Regions from separate parts of the Zea mays genome. Here region 2 is linked to region 1. The links are chromatin contacts, called in public Hi-C maps. All regions are on one chromosome and are shown on one strand. The core of a region is the stretch at or near the end of the contact, and the rest is flanking DNA. Distances in the headings are between cores, read along the strand shown. Region 1 has its middle 14 kb from the start of LOC118476197. Region 2 holds the start of LOC100192744.

Region 1 (4,184 bases), core at 1,612-4,111:
TATAACTTTAGCACAAGAGAGGGGAGAGAGTATACACACAAGAGTCAAAACCAGCCACACAACACAAGAACGCAATGTCAAGAGCGTAAACACAAGAAGTCACAAGAATGGCTCTAGAACAACGCTTAGATCTCACTAAAACAGCTAGAATGTGTTGTGGCAGAATGTCAGAGTGAAGAGTAGCTCTTGGTATGCTTGGTTACTGAAAAGGAACGCCTAGGGGATCCTTTTAAGGGGCCATATGGTCGTTGCCCCTTCCTTGTAAAAACTACCAAAATCTGGCTGACTGCGGGGGTTTAGGGTTTAGGGTTTAAGCTTGGCAATAGTTGCATCCGAAGTAGCTTTTAGTGCAGGCGGAAGAACACTCGATGACTTTTGAAGCTCACTAACACCAACAATGGTTGAGCGCCTGATTTGTGCTAATGATTGGATTCGTGGATCCAATGTTTTTAGTGTTAAAGAGGACACCGAACAAATTGCCAAGCTTGAGGAAGGTAAATAAGTTTAGATGTGAACTGTGTATCTTTCTTGTTTGATGAATAATGAATTATAATAGCGCAATGGTAATTTTGTTCTCTAATTGCAGAACTTGAAGGACTGAACATTTCTAAGGACAAGAATAAGGAGGACACACCTACTCAGTCATAAACTTGTCAACTTGGTATGAAAAATGCACATCTTGTTTGTAGGCTGTTAACTAATCACATCTTGTTCCTACTCAGTCATAATCTTATTCCTAACTGTTAACTAATCACATCTTGTTCGATTCTGTTCTTGGTTGTAGGCTAATAACATGTTGCTCTTGATGGCTTGGTGCTCTAGTGTTGCAGCCTGCATGTTGGCTTGGTGCTCTTTATGGACTTGTTGTTGCCCTGTGTGGTTGTTCACAACTTTCAGTTTGCTATTTGAGTTATTTAAGTTGGCCTGTAAGACTGTAAGACCATGTGAACAGTTTCTATTTCTGATCATGTGAACAGATTGCTATTTCAGTTTACTAAGACTGTAAGACTAACTTTTAGTTTGCTATTTCAGTTTACTAATGTTCATATGAGCGGGACTTACTACATGTATGTTGTACGGAGTAAGGTTCAGACATTCAGTTCAGTATGCTGTTGCTGTATGCGATGTCCAGTTCGAACATTCGGACGTTCAGTTCAGTTCGGTATGCTGTTGCTTTACAAGATTAAGGTTCAGACGTTCAGTTCCATCAGTTCAGTATGCTTGAAACTTACTACCTGTAATCCTGCATGTCGTATGCAGTTTATTTGAAACTTGTTACCTGTATGTCGTATGCAGTTTATCTGGTAAGGTTCTCCAATTTCTGAAAACCGAAATAACCGAAAACCAAACCGATGAAACCGAAAACCGAAATCCCCGGTTTTTTATAAAATTCCCTAACCGAACGGTTGTCTAAATTTGAAAACTGAACTTTCCTTATACCGAAAAAACCGAACCGAATAAGTAAACCGATTGCCCAGCCCTGGTCTCTGATACCCCATACCCCTTCTCTCACTGCCCTGTGGCCCCAAACGTGTCAGGTTTCTTCTTCCCAAAGTGGAAAAAAGTAGGGGCAGGGGTCACGGTAATGTTCAGTGCTCAGGCAACGCCACCCATCTCAAAACCCCAACCAGGCACTACTCCCTCTCCTCCTCTCCTCCTCTGCCCTCTCGCCCTCTCGTCCGGTGAGCAGTTCGCTGTCTCTCCGCTGATCGCATACTGCAGCCGAGAAGCACGACAGGGATGGAGGTATATACCACCCTCTCTCTCTCTCTCTCTCTCTCTCTCTCTCTCTCTCTCTCTCTGACTACGTCGAGAGTCACCGCTCGTGGAGTCCGCCCGGCCCGCCTTGCATCCTCCGTTCCCATGGCACACCGGTAGGTTAAGGAAGAAGAAAGGCTCATCTTTTACTTGTCGCATCGATCGCATACGCAGATACGCTCCTCTGGCCGACCGGCTGGCCACCAATTCCTCGTACCTCGGTGACGGCGAAGCCAGAGGAGCAGGAGTGCCTCGGCATTCATTCGGTTCTGCCCGGCCCGCCTCGCAGAGTCGCAGGTTCCCATGGCACACCGGGAGATTGAGGAAGAAGAAAGGATCATCTTTTACTTGTCGCATCGATCGCATAAGCAGATACGCTCCTCTGGCCGGCCGGCTGGCCACCAATTCCTCGTACCTCGGTGACGGCGAAGCCAGGGAGCAGGAGTGCCTCGGCATTCATTCGGCTCCGCCCGGCCCGCCTTGCATCCTCGGTTCCCATGGCACAACGGGAGGTTGAGAAAAGGCTCATCTTTTACTTGTCGCATCGATCGCATACGCTCCTCTGGCCGGCCGGCTGGCCACCAATTCCTCGTACCTCGGTGACGGCGAAGACAGAGGAGCAGGAGTGCCTCGGCATTCATTCGGCACTAGTCTAGTGTCTTAGAGAGGAGCAGGAAGACCTCGGCTCTAAAACCCCAAGAAAACCCCTAGTCCCTATTATTAGTTTATTACTTTACTACTACTATTAAAGCAAAGTAGCGCCCACAGTAGCGAATTAGCGATACCGCGCCCCCGCCCATCCCCTCCCCGCCCGGCGTCCGCGACCGCCGCCCTCGCTGCCCACCCCTATGGCCTCCTCCTCTAGCAAAGCTGCCCTTCACCTCCGCCGCCGAACGCGCCACCGCCTGCACTGTTGCTCAGTCCCACCGCCCCGGCCCGCGATCCCCAACCCGCGTGTGATATCCGACGGCGAGCCACCGGCGATCACCGGAGATTTCGGGAAGAAGATGCGGGAAGAAGCAGCAGAGAAGAGGGAAGACAGAGGTATGGTGGGGATTTGTTGTTCTGTTATTTCTTGACCAGGTTGCTACAGTATTTATGTATATGGCCTATACGCCAATTACAAGGCCCAAATCCGGCCCAACAATCAAACAAGATCAGTCTCAGAACAATCCCGCCTGGCGGCTCCCTTCCTGTTAGTTCTCCTGTGCCGGCGACGCCATGACAGTGCCCCTCCTGAAGAACCAGCTGGTCCCCAGATGGTAGAAGCGGGAAACTTGGTTCGTAGCACATTGTAATCCTCCCAGGTAGCCATCTCCGTAGGAAGACCTGCCCACTTGATCAGGATTTGAGTAACAGCAGCTGAACCTTTTCTCACCAAACGCCTGTCCAAAATGCTTTCTGGATCCGGAGGATTTGTCTCTGAAAAAACTGCTGGTGGCAAGTCAGAAAACACCGGAGTGTGGTCTGGAATGTGCTCTTTTAGTTGTGAGACATGGAATACTGGGTGTATGGAAGCTGAATCCGGTAACAGAAGCTTGTATGTCATCTTTTGAAAATGCCTCAGTTTATTTTCTCTGTTTTCTGTAGGAACTTATTTGGGACGAAAATGAAAATTGACATCTTATCTATGTGATCTGCAGGACGACGACATGATGAAATACGCTCCGGATATCTTCACTCGCTTGGAAGCCAGAGACTGCCGGAGCAGTATCGTTACCATCATTGACAAGAGAGGAAAGAGAACTGGATTTGGAAGTGGTTTTGTCATCTATGACGGTCCTCCAAGGTACGAAACAATAGAAAAAAATTACTCTAGAGCATGGTTTAAAAGGCATCGCCTAGGCGACGCCTAGGCGTCCAGGCGCTAGATTTTGCTAGGCATCGGCACCGCCCAGGTAAGAACGAGCATGGCGTCCGCCTTAGCGAGGTAGGCGACTGGGCGACGCCTTCTTCCCCTGGGTGACGCCTGACCTTGGGGTTGTTGGCCGTAGTCGCCGCGCGTGCGCAGAGCCCAAATTGGCGCACGTTTTGGCGCGGGAATAGGTAAGGAAAGTAGGAAGCAGAGGGGAATAGATAAGGAAATAGAGAAATTGATTAGGGCACACCTTCCCTGGACGGCACTTGCGGCGGCGGCGCCACCTTCCTGGACGCGGCCTCCTGTGCACGCGCGGCAGCCCCTCCCTGTGCGCGCGCAGCAGCCCCTCACTGTGCGCCGGCTGCTCCTCCCTGTGCGCGCGGCTGCTGCTCCTTGTGCGCGCGGCTCCTCCCTGCTCCCTGCGCACGGCTGCTGCTCCCTGCGCGTGGCTGCTGTTCCCTGGGCGCGCCCCTCCCTGCACGGCGGCAGGTCTTCCCTGGTAGGTCCTCCTCCCCTGCTTTCTCTCAGGTTTCTGTCAAGACTCAAGAATGGTGTTCCTCCTCCCCTG
Region 2 (4,364 bases), core at 1,368-3,867, 290 kb before region 1:
GTTTCAATTTTGAAATAGCAATGACCTTATTTATGCGTAAGCGTTATTAAAACTGTTGATACCAACCTATCTAGTTTTTTATATTATTGTGGTTGGACTGATATATCTGAAATTCTTTCCTACTCTATTCCAGATCTACCTTTTGCGGCACAATACTAGTTTTATTGTAAGAACATGTTTATGCATTAACGAGCAGATGGCCAGTGGAAAGTGATCTTTTTGGTGTTGATTGTTGACATCTTAAGCTTCCATGTGCTCTTCGCTATATGTGATCTGGATGGTTTAGATTTAACTTGAAAAGATGTGCTATGGTCCATATTATATTGGCTTGAACTCCTTTATTTAATATCCAAATATACTTTCTGCATAACAGTAGTTGTTATTATCGGGCCTTGTTCATGGGAAAAATAATCAGTGGAAGCTGATCTTGTGTGATCTGGATGGTTTATGATTTACTTGAAGGGAAGTGACTGCATTTGGTTTCTAAACCAGTGAGCAAGTGATCTGAAATATATCCATCCATAGACCCTAGAACCCCCTCTTAAAATACTAAAGAAATCAAAATCTGATTAGAATGCCTGTGCTGAATTCATGTGTTAGTTTGATTAAGCACTTGTCTTTGTTAATCCCTGTACAGAAGGGACAGATCTATTGTTTTAAATTAATACATTTGACAGTTCATGGAAGGTTCTTTGCTACTTGCATTCCTGTATAAATGCGCTATTTGGGTATTACAGTGCTACCACATATTTTTATTGATGATTTATGTGGTATAGTTGTCACAATGATGTCTAGGCATCCTGTTGGTTGTTGTCTGTGGGTTCATGCTATGATCCATCACCTTTCTGCTCTATCTTGCCTCCTCTGGTTCTGTTCAATGTTGTGTCTATGCACCTTACGTACAGCCACATCCCCACCTTGCCACTAGTCGAACCTTCTGTACAAGGCGCTGAAGGAAAGCTAGGGCGCTACTTAAAACATGATATGTTTCATCATGAGTATGTTTGAGGAGTGTGCTAACTATGCTGATCATTGTTTTCTGCAGGTCCAAGGGCTGAAGAAGGACCTACAATATATAAAAGAGACGGTGCAGTCCTCATCTGTACTGGAAATGAAGGTATATTCTGTTGTTTAGGTTTAATCTCAGGAAAATATTGTTCTTTAGTGGTGCCCACAGATAATCATTGTACAAGTAATGTGTCCATGCTTTACTTACCCTCATCATGGGAGCAGCAAAAATTCTGGTGCACTGTCCTGCTGTACTTAATTCCCTTTGGTTTGTGCTTTCAAATTTGTGACATGCCATCTTGGAGACACGGGTAGGAATTTGTGGTTTGACATTTTATGCCTGAACCTGAATGACTTGGACCTTTGAGATCTGAAATTTAGTGTGCTTATATAGGTCGCTGTGTGTTTGTTAATGCAGGATAATAAAATCAGGAAGCACGGAGACTGGGAGAAATGGGTGATCCCTCGCGAGAGCAATCCTGATGCCCCGTCAAGATTAGCATCTGTATCAAGACCTAATGTCAATAACCTGACATCACATCTAGGAGGCATGGGTCTGCATGAATCCGCTAGCTCTACTGGCGCAGAGGAGCTGAACCATCATGATGTCGTCCAGAACGGATCGCCTTCTGGTAAGGAACCGGCAGCTGAAGACAGTTCTGGTCAGCAGGAGTTGCAATAAGACAGTGGCTCGCCTTCACACCATGACTGCAGGGGTTTTGTGCCAGAGCACAAATGATAGTTTCTTCTTTTTTTTCGGGTTTTTGGGGTTGGTTGGGGGGGGGGGGTTTGGACGAGGTGTGATAATGACTCATGAGGGGCGTGTTAGACTGACAGGCGAATGTGTTTACCGGGGGTCAGGTAGATAAGATTTTGCTTTACCTTGTGGTATTCAGGCGGAGGGGTAGGGCAGCTGGTGAAGCAGCAGAGAAGGAAGGCGGTGGTTACATCTGGAGGCGCCTCAGATGACATGGAAGACTGAAAAAACAAGTCTATTGAAGACTGAAAAAGAAGTCAATTGAAGACTAGCGTAGCGGCCCTGGGCGGCTTTGTTTTCACAGGATGGTATTCTGGTGTTGCGATGAACTAGTCTTCATCGGGATGGATGTTGTAGGACCTTCAGGTTTTTTTTTTATTTTTTTTATGGAGGAGCTGAAAGTTTCTGACTTGGGAGAGTGAGGGAGTTTGACTTGTTTTGTTTTTGTGGTGGCGTTAAGTTAAAGTAAGAAGAAGATGTTAGATAATGTTTGCTCCCTGTTCATTCTGCTGTGCTGGCCTTGTATGGTATTATGGTGGCTGTGAATGATGGAGACTGAGATTGCGTGGTCCTGTTCTGCAGCAGCAGCAGAAGACACGTATGCAGACTTGAAATCAGCCGCGTCCTGTTTGATCTACCAAACCAAGCCATCGTCGTCGCTGTTTACTAGACGGATACGGGTCCCTGTCATCTGACATGCGAACTCTTGATTCGTTTCATTACGCATTGAATTAGTTAGTAACAGTATGGCAGGTGGAGTGAGTGATCATGCATCCAATGCAGTTGTCTGTCATCATGCAACTCTCAACCGCCTGGTACGTGCGTGTCAGCATCCAGCAATAACCACACATGCATTTTTGTATACTATATAATAAGCAGAGAGGGTATGCGGTGGTGGTGGTGGCGACGGCAGCGATCGACCATGGCTACGACGGCGCCGCTCGTTCTCCTCCTCCCCCTCGTGCTGCTGCTGCTGCAGGCGAGGTGGTCGTCGCAGCAGCAGCAGCAGGTTGTGACGGCGGTGATCGTGTTCGGCGACTCCATCGTGGATCCGGGGAACAACAATGGTTTGCACACGCTGATCAAGGCCAACCATCCGCCCTACGGCATGGACATGTTGAACCACGAGGCCACCGGACGCTACTCCAACGGCCTCATACCAACAGACCTCATTGGTATGCTATGCTATGCTATGCCTCCGTCGTCGTCTCGTCTGTCTGATGCATATTATATATATAATTAACAAACAAACAAACATTAAACACATGCATGCTAGCTGCGCCCAGCCCAGCAGCTCGGCGTGAAGCAGCTGCTTCCGCCCTACCTGGGCGTGGACCTGAGCCCCGATGACCTTCTCACCGGCGTCAGCTTCGCGTCCGGCGCCACCGGATTCGACCCGCTGACTCCCGTCGTGGTCAGCGTCATCTCGATGGACCAGCAGCTCGCCTACTTCGACGAGTACCGGGGGAGGCTGGTGGACATCGCCGGCGAGGCCGAGACGGCGCGGATCATCGAGGGCGCGCTGTTCCTGGTGTGCGCCGGCACCGACGACGTGGCCAACACCTACTTCACCACGCCGTTCCGCAGCGCCGAGTACGACATCCCGGGCTACGTGGACCTGCTGGTGGGCCACGCCGAGGAGTTCCTCCGCGAGCTGGTCGTCAGCTCCAGGGGCGCCAGGAGGATCGGCTTCGTGGGGATGCCGCCGGTGGGCTGCGTGCCGTCGCAGCGCACGCTCGGGGGCGGCCTCGCCACCAGGGCCTGCGAGCCCAAGCGAAACGAGGCGGCGCTGCTGTACAACGCCAGGGCCCAGGAGATGATCGCCGCCTTCAACAACAACAACAACGCCGACGCCGACGCCGACGTGCTGGTCGTCTTCCTCGACATCTACCGCATCCTGGACCACCTCATGGAGCGCGGGGAGGAGTACGGCTTCTCCGAGACCACCAGGGGATGCTGCGGCACCGGCACCATCGAGGTCACGGGGCTATGTGACTCCCGCTTCGTCTCCGTCTGCGACGACGTCTCGCAACACGTCTTCTTCGACAGCTACCACCCAACAGAGAGAGCCTACAGGATCATCGTCAACGACATCTTTCAAAACTACGGACACGTGCTCTTCTCATGACTATATATCACGTACTCGCTGTCTCTGTCTCTGGTAGCTGGCCCAATCGACCCAACAGCAACCAAATTAAATGAGCCCATCCTCCAAATACCGCAGCCCATTGTTACACTTATTTCCTATCAAAAAAAAAATCATATACTGAGATGCTTTTCTTACTGAAATCCGATTGCACTGCACACAATACGGGTTCAAAGAAGCTTTCGTACACGTACTGCAAGTCTCCATCTGATAGATTTTGAACTTTCCAGACATCATTTTAAATGGGCCAAATCTCTCAAGACGCCGACATTCGAAAGGCTATACTATACCTACCGTAAATAGTCGCGCTGTCATCCTTATCTAGCATTATATTTAAGGTAATAATAGCTAGCCAGATAGCCAGTTAACAAATCATTATCTAAAAAATTAGCAGTTAACAAATTGTCTCAAAAAGACTTGCACTCAACCGTACCACACCTGATCTGACTGATG

Evidence for each region. A called contact is a pair of places that touch in the nucleus more often than the background predicts.
Region 2: a Hi-C map of ear shows a contact between it and region 1, with 6 times the contacts expected there. The contact joins the promoter of LOC100192744 here to the enhancer-like site in region 1. A contact is called at or near these places in 4 of 25 Hi-C or Micro-C datasets (bundle sheath, ear, leaf and 1 more).

Annotation. Positions count from the first base shown.
Region 1 is chr1:306,728,513-306,732,696 of Zm-B73-REFERENCE-NAM-5.0, reverse strand. No RefSeq gene overlaps it. Among protein-coding and RNA genes, the nearest start is that of LOC118476197, 14 kb to the right of the region's middle. Within about 2 kb of position 2,861, at least 15 of the 20 cell types and tissues checked have an H3K27ac peak or open chromatin away from gene starts, as enhancers often do. A contact at or near this core is called in ear, leaf and tassel, where this site is marked.
Region 2 is chr1:307,018,342-307,022,705 of Zm-B73-REFERENCE-NAM-5.0, reverse strand. LOC100192744 reads left to right here and starts at 2,617. Exons shown (of 2, transcript NM_001358545.1): 1 at 2,617-2,940; 2 at 3,052-4,070. The coding sequence starts at 2,652. The coding sequence ends at 3,893. It overlaps LOC100384071, which reads left to right. Exons shown (of 6, transcript NM_001176671.2): 5 at 1,046-1,117; 6 at 1,427-2,248. The coding sequence ends at 1,690.